Regions from separate parts of the Mus musculus genome. Here regions 2 and 3 are each linked to region 1. The links are chromatin contacts, called in public HiChIP or PLAC-seq and promoter capture Hi-C maps. All regions are on one chromosome and are shown on one strand. The core of a region is the stretch at or near the end of the contact, and the rest is flanking DNA. Distances in the headings are between cores, read along the strand shown. Region 1 overlaps Aldh2 (aldehyde dehydrogenase 2, mitochondrial). Region 2 overlaps Naa25 (N(alpha)-acetyltransferase 25, NatB auxiliary subunit). Region 3 overlaps Trafd1 (TRAF type zinc finger domain containing 1).

The links. HiChIP or PLAC-seq counts read pairs in DNA pulled down with a chosen protein or histone mark. Capture Hi-C pulls out chosen DNA fragments and counts their contacts.
Region 2: a contact with region 1 is called in an H3K4me3 HiChIP or PLAC-seq map of bone marrow-derived macrophages, with 5 times the contacts expected there. The contact joins two enhancer-like sites. A contact is called at or near these places in 2 of 115 datasets of contacts at active chromatin or transcription factors (bone marrow-derived macrophages and pancreatic cancer cells) and 3 of 9 other capture datasets (adipose tissue, liver and pancreatic islet).
Region 3: a promoter capture Hi-C map of adipose tissue shows a contact between it and region 1. The contact joins two enhancer-like sites. A contact is called at or near these places in 1 of 39 promoter capture datasets (cranial neural crest), 1 of 484 Hi-C or Micro-C datasets (the HL-1 cell line), 2 of 115 datasets of contacts at active chromatin or transcription factors (intestinal villus epithelium and pancreatic cancer cells) and 3 of 9 other capture datasets (adipose tissue, liver and pancreatic islet).

What each region holds. Positions count from the first base shown.
Region 1 is chr5:121,582,728-121,587,450 of GRCm38.p6, forward strand. The region is part of intron 1 of Aldh2 (aldehyde dehydrogenase 2, mitochondrial); the gene reads right to left. Among named protein-coding and RNA genes, the nearest start is that of Aldh2, 8.7 kb to the right of the region's middle. Within about 2 kb of position 1,699, at least 206 of the 459 cell types and tissues checked have an H3K27ac peak or open chromatin away from gene starts, as enhancers often do. A contact at or near this core is called in adipose tissue and bone marrow-derived macrophages, where this site is marked.
Region 2 is chr5:121,425,019-121,429,844 of GRCm38.p6, forward strand. Naa25 (N(alpha)-acetyltransferase 25, NatB auxiliary subunit) reads left to right here. Exons shown (of 24, transcript NM_172722.4): 14 at 953-1,133; 15 at 1,709-1,808. Among named protein-coding and RNA genes, the nearest start is that of Erp29, 25 kb to the right of the region's middle. Within about 2 kb of position 2,438, at least 10 of the 459 cell types and tissues checked have an H3K27ac peak or open chromatin away from gene starts, as enhancers often do. A contact at or near this core is called in bone marrow-derived macrophages, where this site is marked.
Region 3 is chr5:121,377,132-121,381,449 of GRCm38.p6, forward strand. It overlaps Trafd1 (TRAF type zinc finger domain containing 1), which reads right to left. Exons shown (of 12, transcript NM_001163470.1): 3 at 2,415-2,550; 4 at 2,285-2,338; 5 at 1,365-1,770; 6 at 607-813. Among named protein-coding and RNA genes, the nearest start is that of Gm42020, 6.2 kb to the right of the region's middle. Within about 2 kb of position 2,825, at least 9 of the 459 cell types and tissues checked have an H3K27ac peak or open chromatin away from gene starts, as enhancers often do. A contact at or near this core is called in adipose tissue, where this site is marked.

The DNA of each region.
Region 1 (4,723 bases), core at 449-2,948:
TGAGCAGCACTAGTCTTTTTGTTTGTTTGCTTGTTTTTTGAGACATGGTTTCTCTGTGGAGCTCTGGCTGTCCTGGAACTCACTCTATAAACCAGGCTGGCCTCGAACTCAGAGATCTGCCTGCCTCTGCCTCCCAAGTGCTGGGATTAAAGGTGTTCGCCACCACTGCCGGGCTACCAGCACTCGTCTTAATTCCCTTCACCAAGTACAGGAGGGGAGAGGGGAGGGGGAAGCTTGGCCATGGGTTCACATCCACAGCAGAGACAAGAGCCAGGGTGGAATGCAAGCATTCGGATGCTGTAGTGGCTATTCCTGGTTGTCAACTTGACAATATTTGGAATGAACTACAATTCGGAATTGGAAGGCTCACCAGTGACCCTTATCTGGAGGCTTGGAGATCCTTATCTGGATCTTGGTTTGAAGATCTTGAGCCATAGTGGCTATGGATTCCAGAAGATTGAATCTCCGAGTTAAGGAACACACCTTTAATCTGGGCTATGCCTTTCATCTGGGATTAAAGGTGTGGTGGAACACACCTTTAATCTGGGCTACACCTTTTGCTGGAGACAATATAAGGACATTGGAAGAAGGGAGTCTAGCTCTTGCTCTTGCTCTTGCTCCTTCGCCTGCTTGCTGCGTGAGACTGAGTAACTGCTAGATCCTTGGACTTCCATTCACAGCTGCGACTGAACCATTGTTGGGAATTGGGCTGCCGACTGTAAGTCATCAATATATTCCTTTACTAACTAGAGACTATCCGTAAGTTCTGTGACTCTAGAGAACCCTGACTAATACAGATGCCAAGACCTTGTTATCTGCCCTCTTCCAACTCCAGCCATGGCCCAGGTTAGTATCTCCTCAAAGCTAAACATGGAGGCATATGTATATAACCCCAGCACTTAGAAGGCTGAGGCAGGAGGATTGCCTTGAGACCAGCACACAGCACATAGCAAAACCCAGTCTCACAAAGTCATAATAATAATAGTAGTACCCAATAAAAATACAATTGCCATCAGTCTTACTCACCACCCCCACCCATGACCAGCCCCACCCCCGCCCCGCTACACTTTATTCTGAATGTCAGAAAGATCGAACTTCAAGGTGAGGCAGGCATAGACTGGAGTCTAGCCCCTCCCCATTTGGAAACTGGGGAAATGAGTCTCAGATGTCTGTATAAAGATTGTCTGTATGAGAGGTGTGCAGTTCCGGACCAGGACCCGGCCACAGGTTGTTTTATAACACTTATCCTAGAAGGGCACAGCCAGCTACAACTTAAGATCTCAGACCAGGAGTGACTCAGCCACCCGGCTTTCCCCTCCAGACAGAATTCATGAGTTTACCCCCAAGAAATTCTCAGGGCACTTTGAAACATCAGGAAGTTGGACAGAGAGAGGTGGCCTAATCAAATTAGGTGGTCTTGGAACACTGTCCCACCCTGCCTTGTCCCTGTGCTCGGAGGCAAGGCTGGAATATGCTGTGTCATTCTTCCAGTCTGTGGGAGTGACTGGTCAAAGTTCTGTCCTTCCTTCCTTCTTGGCTGGTGAAATAAGAGATTGCTGAGTTCATGGTCCCCATTTCCTCCCCACCACGCCCCTCCCCTTGACCCCCAGCCAAGCGCTGGTGGGGAGCCAGGAGGGCAGGCCGCTCTCACACAGCCCAGCACAGCCAGCGCCTTCAGACCACAAGAGGGCAGAATCCAAGCCACAAGTCCACTGGCGTCTAACCCTCCTGGCCCCCAACCAAGGCCTGCCTTTCTTATGTAAGGTGCTGAATGCATTTCCTCTTCGGTTTCTAAAACACACAGGTCAGGAGGTAACACTCTGAAATCTAAAGTAAAATCCAAACAGTGTCTGCCCCTGTCAAGAGGGTTTCACAGACTCTAGGTGTCCTCTAAGCTCTGGCAGTAAGTCAGAGCCACCACCATGACAGGCACACAGGGCCAAACAGCAAAGCCTTGGCTCCCTGGAGCTTAAGTTTTGAGGAGGAGAGGGTCCCAGTGACTGCACATAGGCTGTGGAGAAAGTGGAGGGTCTCAGAGGGAGCCATTAAAGAGGACCCCAAGAGTTTTGTGGCGGTACACACTCTTAATCCCAGTATAAACTATATAAATATAAGAGCAAACCTTTAAGAAAACTCAGCTAGATACATTGGGCATTTTATTAATTTAATCCTAGAAATCTATGGGCCAACACGGGGGGGGGGGGGGCACTCCTATTCAAACCACCACAAGCTGTGATATGTGGAAGGAGGGAACTTTCTAGAAAGAATTTCAAGTTGGTTGTTTGATTAACTCTGTGTGTGTGTGTGTGTGTGTGTGTGTGTGTGTGTGCGCGCGCGCGTCACAGTGTGTCATGGTCAGCGGACATGTTTTTGGAAGTCTGTCATCCTATCCTTCTACCTTGGGCCTTTGATGGCTAGAACTCAGGCCATCAGGCCCAACCACAAGCATCCTTGGCCGATGAGCCAGCCGGTGGGGCATCAAGTTTGTTTTGATTTTAAACTAAAAGAGTCAAAGAATTTCATTTTCACACTCACTACAGAAGTGAGACTTGCACTTTCTGGTCCCAGCCCCTTCTGGAACTGTCTTTTTTTTTTTTTTTTTTTTTTGAGACAGGGTTTCTCTTTTAGCCCTAGTCGTCCTGGAACTCACTCTGTAGACCAGGCTGGCCTCGAACTCAGAGATCCACCTGCCTCTGCCTCCCAAGTGTGGAACTGTCTTTAACGGGAAAGGGAACGAATCTTCCTCCTCAGCATGGCCTCCAGTGATGGAAGATGATGATAAAGAGCCCCTGTGCCTTTAGCTGTAGAGAACACTGCCAAGGGGCAAACAAGAGGACTCATTGGCAATATTCTCTCTCTCTCTCTTTTTTTCTTTTGGTTTTTCGAGACAGGGTTTCTCTGTATATCCCTGGCTGTCCTGGAACTCACTATGTAGACCAGGCTGGCCTCGAACTCAGAAATCCGCCTGCCTCTGCCTCCCAAGTGCTGGGATCAAAGGCTTGTGCCACCACTGCCCCGCAGTAATATTCTCTCACAGGTGGTCCTGGTCCAGGAGGAGCAGCATCACATTGTGAGAGGGAGAGTCCATTGCTGGCTTCCCAATGGAGCACTATCATCCCCGCAGGGAGGACCCAGGAGACTGGGAGACAAGGACCATGGATCTTGGCCCCCTGAGAATAGGAGCTGCAGGTGTCTTTCCGGATCAGATGCTGCCATTGTTTTGTGAATCCTACTCTATCTAAGGCAGCAGGCAAGCTCTTCCATCCACTTCCTACAGCCATCTTTGCGTTTCCTACCACAGCAGGACTCTGGGGAGACATGCAGTCCCAAGGAAACCTGGGCACTAGGTTCTGCGGGCAGATGGCTGCTCAGTTTGCTAAAGAAAGCACCATCCTGGGAATCCCTTTCAAATCCTGATGCATGGAAGTCTCCTAGGATACCCACGATCCTGGAGCGCTTCACCCCCACCCCCCACGGGTGATTCCAAAAAAAAAAAAAAAAAAAAAGTTTGGTTTAGGGAATTCTTCTGGCTTTCTCGCTTTTTCCTTCCTTCCTTCCTTCCTTTATTTTTATTTTAGCTTATTCCTCCTTTATTGAAGTAGCCTAGGCTAGCCCGAAACCCATAATCCCCTTGCCTCAGCCTCTTGAGCGGCACCACGCCCAGCGCCTACCAGCCCTGCTCAATCTCTCCCACATCTCTTTACTCTGCTTCTCCTCTTTGCTATAATCAAACCCAAGGCCTGCAGCAGGAAGCAAGCGCCCATCTGCTTCTTAAAAGGCAGTTATGTAACCATCCAGTGAACAGCACCCGCTAGCATTTGCATTACAAGATCCCAAGGGGGTCAAGTTCCAGATAAGCACAGACTGACACACATATAGATGTACTCTTTAACATCAGAGGCACCTAGGGTCAGCTTGTGGTCAAAGCTAAGGGGAACCCCTGAGATGTTCAGGCACTGAGCTCCCCCCCACCCCCCAGCTCCCAAGCCAGTGCTTTTTGTACTGCCAAATTTATCGTCGCCCCTCCCAGGAAGGAGGTGGGGCTTGGCTCTATTTTGAAACTTTTGCCAGGATAGTGAGGTTTTAATTTGTCCCTGTGCTTAAACAGCTGGTAATTCTGTCTCACCATGACCCCTGACCCTGGCTCGTTCCACCACCTTCCCACCTCTTCCCACACTCTGCTCATGTTAACTCCCAGATATTTCACATTGGGTCCCCAGGAAGTGATCATATCTCTGGCTCCTTCGGCACAAAGCCACAGACATTTTCATAAACAGCAAGCATTTGTAAACTCAATATTTACTCTAAGGCAGTTCCTTGCCAAGCAGAAATACAAATTGGATCACAGAAGCGGCTCCTCCCAGCTGATTTCAAAGCCTTGATCAAATGTCTCCTTAAATATTTACTCTTTTTCTGACCCAGAGGGGCTTCATCCTGAGGTAGCTTATCTGTCCATGATCAAGCTATGCGGAGCAAAGCCTGGTTTCAAACCTATGGCCTTCCTGAAACCCATTTTGTGGCAGGGATAACAGTAACTCACAGACTTAAAGAACTGTGGATGGGCCGGGCAGTGGTAGGCGGATTTCTGAGTTCGAGGCCAGCCTGGTCTACAGAGTGAGTTCCAGGACAGCCAGGGCTACACAGAGAAACCCTGTCTAGAAAACAGTGGACAGGAGCTTGGAGCTCAGGATGTAGTTGACAGGTGAAGGAAGGTTCAGTCCGG
Region 2 (4,826 bases), core at 1,188-3,687, 160 kb before region 1:
CTCTGCCTCCTGGGGGCTAGGATTAAAGATGGGGACCACTACAGCCCAGCTTCACATCCCCCCCCTTTTTTGAAGATTTACTTATTTCTCAATATGAGTGGTGTTTGTGCATGTATGCATTCATGACAGAATAGCCATCGGATCCCATTACAGATGGTTGTGAGCCACCATGTGGGTGCTGGGAATTGAACTCAGGACCTGTGGAAGAGCAGCCGGTGCTCTTAACCTCTGAGTCATCTCTCTAGCCTCCAGCTTCCTTTTTTTAAAATAACATTTTGTATGTTTGTGTATATGTGTGTGGATACATGTGCCATCACTCATGAGTTACAAAGATCACTATGTGGGACCCAGGGCTCAGACTCAACTGCAGGCTTTGGTGGCAAGTACCTTTATGTGCTGAACCACCTCTCTGTTCCTAATAGCAGTTTTTTTCTTTTAAGTATCATATGTGATATTTTTAGTACAGTTACATATGGAATAAAATGATAATAGCTTGTAGGGTCTGTCTTGTGGTTAAAGCCCTTCAGGGGGAAGGCTAGCTAACATCCTCTTGTTCTACATCCTGGATTACTTTTGCACAGCTCTATTTAAGCACTGATGTAACTACTTGAGGACTTTGTATTTAGGGGAATTTCCTCTTTTTTTTTTTTTTTAAGGTTTATTTATTTATTATATGTAAGTACACTGTAGCTGTCTTCAGACACTCCAGAAGAGGGAGTCAGATCTCATTATGGATGGTTGTGAGCCACCATGTGGTTGCTGGGATTTGAACTCGGGACCGACTCTGTAGTCGGTGTTCTTAACCACTGAGCCATCTCTCCAGCCCGGAATTCCCTCTTTTGATCCCAAGTCTGTATCTAAAATTTTTATGCATCCAAACTCATTCATGATTCATTGTTGTTAGGAAATTCCGTGCTCTTAAAGCTGAGTGGATAATGTGTTTTGATTCCAGGTGAGGAGACTGCGGTCTGGCAGGCCCTGACTCTGCTGGAAGAAGGCTTAACCCACAGCCCATCCAATGCTCAGTTCAAATTGCTACTTGTTCGGATCTACTGCGTGCTGGGTGCATTTGAACCAGTGGTGGATCTCTACTCCAGTCTCGATGCTAAGCACATCCAGCACGACACCATTGGGTTGGTAGTATACACTCTGAGTACCGAGCAGGCAGCTGCATGGAGCCTAGGAAGGCATTGGGTTGGTAGCATACACTCTGAGAACCGAGCAGGCAGTTTCGTCGAGCCTAGGAAGGTCACTCGTGTAGACTGTAGCAGCGCAGGGCTCCAAACATTAGCCAGAGCGCAAGGGTTTGTATCTCCGACTGCTTTAATTATAATGGTCAGTTGCTTTCCCCAGAGATAGTGCCAGCCATTGTTTGAGGCATGCTTGTGCTCTTTTGCTGTGTGTATCCTTCAGACTATCTTCTGTGAGCTATTGCCACTGACCCAAGACTTCATTTTGAGTTTGAGTTTGGGCTATGTTATGTAGTTATTCGAATTTAGGAAGAGAATATGGTGTTCATTCTTGTTATTATCAAGGTGTAAAGAAAGAGCTCTCTTGATTTTCTTTTAATTTGATCCCATGAGCAGGATCATTCTGGCAGGGGTTTTGGGGGTTTTTTGGCCTGCTTTCTCTTCGCCATAGTAACTTGATGCCTAGTATTCGACAGTAGAGGGAAGTAACTGATGTTTTCTCTGTTCTTCCTCCCTAGCTATCTTCTGACCCGATATGCTGCATCCCTGGGTCAGTATGCTGCTGCCTCCCAGTCCTGTAACTTTGCACTCAGGTTTTTCCACTCCAACCAGAAAGATGTAAGTGAAACCCACTGGTATCATGGCTTGCTGCTGACTGCCTGGTGTAGAGTGCACCGCCTAGGGTCACAACACAGAGTCCCCGGCGCCTGGCTCTTTAGCTGGCAGGTGCCCGTAGACCACTAGGGAGAGGTATTGAATTTGCTCAGTGCTCATGTCTATAATTGAATCCTTAGAAATGTCCGTTTCTAACGGGACACTAACAGACTGAGACATCTCACGTCCCTCAGCTTTGCGTTTCACATGCTATCCAGGGACTTTCCAAGATTTCCAATCTTGGAGCAAGGGGCTCTAAGTTTGGTCCAATAGCATCCCCTACTGCATTTAAGGGCCAGTTTGTTAGAGCTGCCCAGGGCAGAGTCTAGGAGGGTCTGCATGTAGTCATCCCTGCTGCTCCCTGGGCCCACGTGGTTAAAGTTCTTTCAGGAATCCACATGGTCTCAGTTGATGGTCTTGCAAAACTGGAGCAACACCAGGAGCTAGTGTGCAGAGACGGCGAGTCTTTAGAGTGGCCACTACTGCTGTTCTTCTTGTGTGTGGCTAAGCCTCACTTCTTAGAGTTGGGCCATGCCTGGCTTAGCCAGTAGCTTCCTAGTTTCCTGGTCTCTCAGCATCATTGAGCTTGGTGAGGAAGTTGCCATCTGTGACTCATCTTGACAAATACTCTTGAGTCTTGAGGTCTTTCCTTTAAAGTCTGTCTTCCACGTGCTTCTTGAGAGATGTGTTAAAGAATAAAGAAGCAGGGCAGACAGATGTCTGAGCAGTGTGTGTTCTGCACCATAGGTGCGAAGCAGCTGAGGATAGCTTTGATCCTAGAGAAGGCTGGCCTCTGCCTCAGCCCACTCCATCAGCTATCTGTCTGCTTATCCTGTGGGGACCTTCTCCCTGATGACAGAGAAACCTGTGACCACACAGCACATTGAGGAATGTGTGCTTGCCATCTCTTTCTGAGGGATTTACTAACTTAAGAATTGCTTCCTCATCTTTCATTATTCTCACTCTTCTGTATTTATAAGGAAGAGGTTAAAGACATTTAATTTATTGAAGACTCTTAAAATTTGAGACAGGGTCTTGCAATGTAGGTGAGGCTAGCCCCAAGTGCTCTGTCTTCTTGCCTGGCCTCAGAGGAATCAATGTTTTGCTATGTTGCCTGTGGCAGGAATCACTAATGTAGCTAAATGTACATGATGCTGAGCCTGATAAATTACCAGTTTACTAGTCAGGGAATAGTAATCCTCTCCTTGAGTTTAGCTGGGGCTACTTTAACCATTCTCAAGTACACCATCTGTGAGGACCAGAGGCAGTGCTGATGCCCATATCTATAGTAAGGAAATGGAGCCCTGTGCCTGTTGGGGTAGCCTAGTCTTCTGCAACTTTCACTTGTTCTGGGGGTCCCTGGATGCTTCTTCCCTTGGGCTACTAATTTATTTCGCTTCCTAATTAGTTCTTTAACAAAGCACTTCTTAAATAGGCAGTCTGCTGTTGTTAGGTGGCTCCGTGCTATGGGGTTCAGTTACCCTTGGATGGTCCTGCTGTCTTGTTAGGTGTCACTGTTAGGTCTTCCCATTGCCAAAAGTCAGCTAGTTTTAAATGCTCCCTTTTGGGGGACAGAGACATAGGACAGTGGTTAAGAGCATACTGGGTTTGCAGAGGGCCTGAGTCTACGTCTGGTGGATCGGGACCATTTGTACCTCCAGGTCCAGGGGATCCACCCAAACATACATTGGATAAATACAAATAATAAGGGTATTTGAAATTTTTTTCTTTGAAATCTTTATTTTAGATATTCATATTAGTCATCATTTAAGGTCTGATACCTGTGTGTTTTGCTAATTTTCATAGCACTCAGGGTTCATTTTTAGGGATTCTTCTGGTGTCTGACCGGGAGTAGGTGTGGATGCATGCTCTGGCAGTAGTCTTTAGAGTGCTTATGGCCGCTTGTTTGGCTGTGTCCCATGAGGCGCCAGGCTTCAGCAGGGATGTTCTCAGCCTTCTGCTACTGCTCCCTGGGCCCTTGGCTAGCCCTGCAGAGCCACTGTAATGTGGCATTTGAAGAGGACTATCTCAGGCAGATGCACAAAAACTGCAGCCACTCCTGGTGTGTTGAGACTGTATTTTTCTCCTGGTTGTCCCTTGTTTCTGTCATGTAAAAGCTGTTGTCTGTTTTCTCAAGTGAAGTTCTGTGGACTGCTCAGACACTGAGCTCCCATTTTAGGGAAGGCTGGTCTCATGTTGGAACTGCAGTCTGCCCAGAACCACCCAAGTCTTGTTTGCATCCTGGCTAGCTTGAAGTGTTTTCAAGCTGTAAGCTCCCATTGCAAGGGTTGGCAGTTAGCCCTGCTGTGTCTTCTAAGTTGGGGACTATAGGAGAGAAGTCTGACTAAGTGTGGGCCTCTTGATGAGGCATGCCAGTGTCCTCAGTCAAGCTGGCAGTCAGTCCTACACCCGCAGGATCACACATAATCTTTTTAATTTTCTTGTGTCCGTCCGTCTTTAATCTCTCCAGATACTGCAGGCAAACAGCTGGCCGAGGTGTCCCCTGGGGGTTTAAAAGCCGCATCGAATGCAGTTGACTTAGCACCCGTGGCGCAGCCCCACGGCTTGAAATGAACCCTGCGAGGCTGTGTATCAGAGGGTATGTTGTTGACTATTGGCCTATTTTTCTCCTGGGCAAATTACTCAGGCATAGTGGAAATGGGGGCAGAGCAAGCAATAAAAACTAGGCAAAAACTAGCTTTTCTAGACAGTGTCTTTGGGGCAGACATCAGCGTTCAGCTAAATGCTTCCCTTGGCCCAAAGGGGTGATCTATCTTCTGATCCTAGTGGCCTGGGCCCACTCTGAAATGTTCTTCCCTGAGATTTGCTTGTGTTGTGCCAGGACTTTGTGTAGAACTCTCTATCTTGGCTCTGCTCTGCAGCATCTCATCCGATAATTTTAATCTGAGTCACAGTACACTTGGGAGCGCTCCCTTCACTTGCTTGTCTGGGGCAACTGAGCAGTTTGTGTGCTCAGGAAAC
Region 3 (4,318 bases), core at 1,575-4,074, 200 kb before region 1:
CCACATGGTGGCTCACAACCATCTGTAATGACATCTGTCGCCCTCTGCTGGTGCAACTGAAGACATATAATAATAAATCTTTAAAAAAGAAAAAACAATCCATTTTTTCAAAACAGTGTCTCACTAAACCACCCTATCCTGGAACTCACAGAGACCTGCCTGCCTCTGCCTCCTGAGTTTAGATGTTTGTCTGTCGTGGGAAAGGGGCACAGTCAAGCCATGTGCAGCTCTCGTGGTGTCAAAGACCAACTATGGGAGTTACTCCAAACCCAGACAAGTGCTTTTACCCACTGAGCCTTCTCACCAGACCAGTATTTTCAATTCTATATGAGTTATATAATGTAAGACTAACAAAAATTATAGTGACTAGGGGCTGGAGAGATGGATCAGGGGGTAAGGGCACTTGCTCTTCTTATAGAGGTTCAATTCCTGGCACCTGCATGCTAGCTCACAACTGCCTGTAACCCCAGCTCTGGGAGATCCAACATCCTCTTCTAACCTCCCAAGGCACTGAAAGCATATGATACATGATCATACAAGCAAGCAGAACATACATAAAAATTAATTTAAAAAATTGTAAAGACTATGCAAAAGAAGCAATCTTACCCTTTATGTCACCTAGAGATGTGGGCCCAGCACGAGCCGGATCAGCCTCAGGCACAGACTCCCAGAAGCCCTGCTCTACCATGCTGGTGGCCTGTCCCTCATTCTGCAGACTCAAGGCCAACATGAAGTCCAAGTGTGCGTTATTCTCAGCGCTGTCCTTTGGGGACTGCCGGCTTCTGTTCCTTTCCTGCCTTTCTTGTTCTTCAACTGGGGAAGAAAGCAAGCATGCATGAGCACACTAGAGACAGGCACAAGCCAAGCCTGACAGGCTGTCTAGACCAGCAGAAGCCTGCCAACCCACTGGCACCCTGAGCCCTCTGCCTTCAGGAATCTCTGAACTTGACATGTGCCATCAAACAATAAGCCAGTGGGATCATACAAGTGACCAATCAGCAGGGTCACGCTTGGTAACTATGAGACAGACTGGCACTGGGCTCAACACTGCTCTCATCTCATCTGCATTATGGCAGAAGTAGCCTGCCCCTTCCCTGTGCTAATGAGCCCTGGTAACAACCCAAGAGCACGCTACAGGTGTCTCAGAGACTAAGGACTCTGTCAGCCCATCGCCATCCATCCTAACAGCAACAGTGTACCACCACAAGGCTCATTATTCCTGCTGTACAGGCAAGTGTGGTATCCTCCCCATTGTTACCCAGTGACTGTCATGTTTCTAGCATCAAGATCTATTTGTCTCCAAAGTCCTGTTGCCCTTTGGTCCTGGGATGGTGGACCACTTTCTAATGCCAAGCACAACTCACAAAGATTATTTTGAACTGGAAACTGGGCTGCCATGCTCCTCTGGCTGGTAGTCCTACTGTAGAAGGGGTCTGCCTCAAAGGCTTGCAGGGGCCTTCCAGGGAGCCTCATGGGCGGGTCCAGAGCCTCGATTTGTCTGAGGAGCTGGGATGCGATCCAGATTCTGTCCTGACTCCAGGGCTCGTCGTAAGCCTCCGGAGGGATGGCAGCCTCCGTTCTCTTTTCCTCCTCCACTCTCCCACAGACTTCGGGGTGAGTCTTCAGCTCCTTCACAAGCACGTTGCGCCCACAGCTGCCACACAGCTCTGTCCGGGCTCCACAGTAATCCTCATGCTCCTTCAACTTGACAACAGAAAGCTCCAGATCACAGTGCTGGCAGACGGCGAGCCGCAGGGGACACTCTGTCTCCTGTAAGGCAAGGTGGCCAGGATGTATTATACACACACAGAGGCTGGAGTTCAGCACTGGGCAAGAAACTAAGTATCGACTTCAGCCTTCTCTAACCTGGGCAGGAATGCCTTGCTTTCTAAGGAGGAGCTGGAGGTCAGTGAGATGGTTTCGCAACTATAGTTACTTGCTGCCAAAGCTGGACAGCCTGAATTTGAGGCCCAGGAAGGAGAACTGACTCCCACAAGATACCCTTTGACCTCCACATGCACACATTATATATGACCTCAACATATAGAACAAGCCAGGAAGGCACCAATAGGGGCAAGAACGCAGTCCAAGGAAGGAGTACAGGAGCTAGGAGCCCATCTGGCAGGGTCAGTAAAAGTTTCAACTGGGCTATGAGCAAAGGTCTGCCTGCAAGGTGGTGGAGAACAGGCTTATACAGGCTTGCTTGCTGCAACGAGGCTCTGTGGTCTCAGCGGGGCCTGGCCCCAGAAGTGCATCCCTCCTCCCTTCCCACGGTGACACTAACCGCATGCTGCTTTAACTGCCTCTTCTCCAACTTCTTGTTGCATTTACAGGTCACCTAGGATGAAAAGAGTCAATCCAGTGGCCCTGTCACGACACCTTTCCCCGGGGACATCTGGGGACGGGTGGGTCACCTGACAGTGCTCTGCAGCCATGTGAATGTCCATGTCAGATTTGGGGAACGGTTCCTTGCAGACAGGGCACACACCAATGTTCCTTTGACAGTGGATTTCATGGATGGTAAAATTAAATACAGGAATTTCCTTCTTGCTGCAGAAGTAAGCGGAAAGAAAGGCAAGCGTTACTGTGTGACCCACACCCTCTCTCACACAGTGCCACCACATGGACACATGTCCTGTCAGTGTTTGGTCCCCAGCCACATTTTGGTTTTGTGTTTGCCTTTTCACACAGGAACTCATGGAGCCCAGGCTGGCCTCAAGTCACTCTGCAGAAAAGACCTGGATTTTCGTCTCTCCACCTCGCAAAGGTGAGGCCTGTAGGCGAGGCCCAGCATGCCCAGCTTGTGTTTTGAGACTGGTTCTCACGCTGTCACTGTCATATAGACAAGCTTCCCATTCACAGCCATCTTCCTGCCCTAGCTTACTGAGCGCTGGGAATGGAAAACCCCTGGCCCGCCTAATGATTGTTATCTCTGTGTGTTTGACTTTCAAGTCATGCTCTTGCTAGTGTAGCTCCGATTGGCCTGGAGCTCCTTCCTCAGCCTCCAGGTACCGGGAGGCTCCTATCGCTGATCCTCCCATGGCCTGGAATGTCCAGAACCAGAAGAGAAGAGGTGACAAAATATTTCTGTGTTGGTGTGATGGTCCAAGCCTGGCAACCCAAATGTCACCCCAGGATCCACGGTAGGTGGAGAGGACTGGTCCCCAAAGGATATCTATCCTTTGCCCTTCACTTGCACATCGTGGTGCACATGTGCGTGCATACAGAATACATACATATAGTATAATAAATAGACACCATTTAGGAAAAAAGCATTTTTAATCACAACAGACTTTTCTTTCCTACTAACTGCCTAGTTGTACCTAATGCAATTACAGTCCTGAAGACCCTTTTCTTAAGATGACAGAGAGCCAGAGCCAGGCATGGTAGCGTACAACGTGGCAAACAAGAGGATCCAAGTTTGAGGCCAGCCTGGTCTACAGAGCAAGTTCCAGAATGACCAGGGCTACACAGAAAAACCCTACCTCAAAACACCGAGGGGAAAAACGAGAGGTGGCAGAGAAGGCTCCAAAGACCAATTGCCTTTATTTTATGAAACAGAGTCTCTCTATGTGGACCAGGGCTGGCCACAAACTCATAACAAATCCATCCACTTGCCTCTGCCTCCCAAGTGTTAGAATCAAAGGTGTGGCCACCATACCTGGCTCAAAGACCAACAGTTTTATTAGATGTACTACTGACGTTGTGTATAAATGTTTTGCCTACATGTATGTATGTGCTCCACATGCATGCAGTACCCATAGAGGCCAGAAGAGGGCATCAGATCCCCTGGAACTGGATTTATGGATGCTTTGAGCCACAGTGTGGGAACTGAACCCTGGGAAAACTGAGCCTAGGTGCCCTGGAAGAGCAACGGGTGCTCAAGTGCTCTTACCCACCAAACCATCTATCCAGCCCCAAAAAAAACTTTTACAAAAGATGTAGTTAATACTCTTACACGCATGCATACATGGGGATGTGCACAGGAGAGCTGGTGCCGAGAGGCCAGAGGCATCCGATTCCACCTACAGCTTGAGTTATAGGTGACTGTGAGCCACCAGATGTGGGTGCTAGGAACTGAACTTGGGTCCTCTGCTGGAGTAGTAGCAGCTCGTAACCACTGAGCCATCTCTACAGCACCCCCAGAGCAGCTTTCAAAACCTGCAGTGTGAATAGTTCCTCAGACAGGCCGGTGTAGCTAGGTCTGTCGTCCACGCTAAGCTGCTAAGCTGCTTTTCTTCTGTACGTTGCTCTGCACCAGGTAACCTTGTTCTCACTAGCTCCTGCACTGTGCCTTCTGAATCCCTTAGCAGTTATT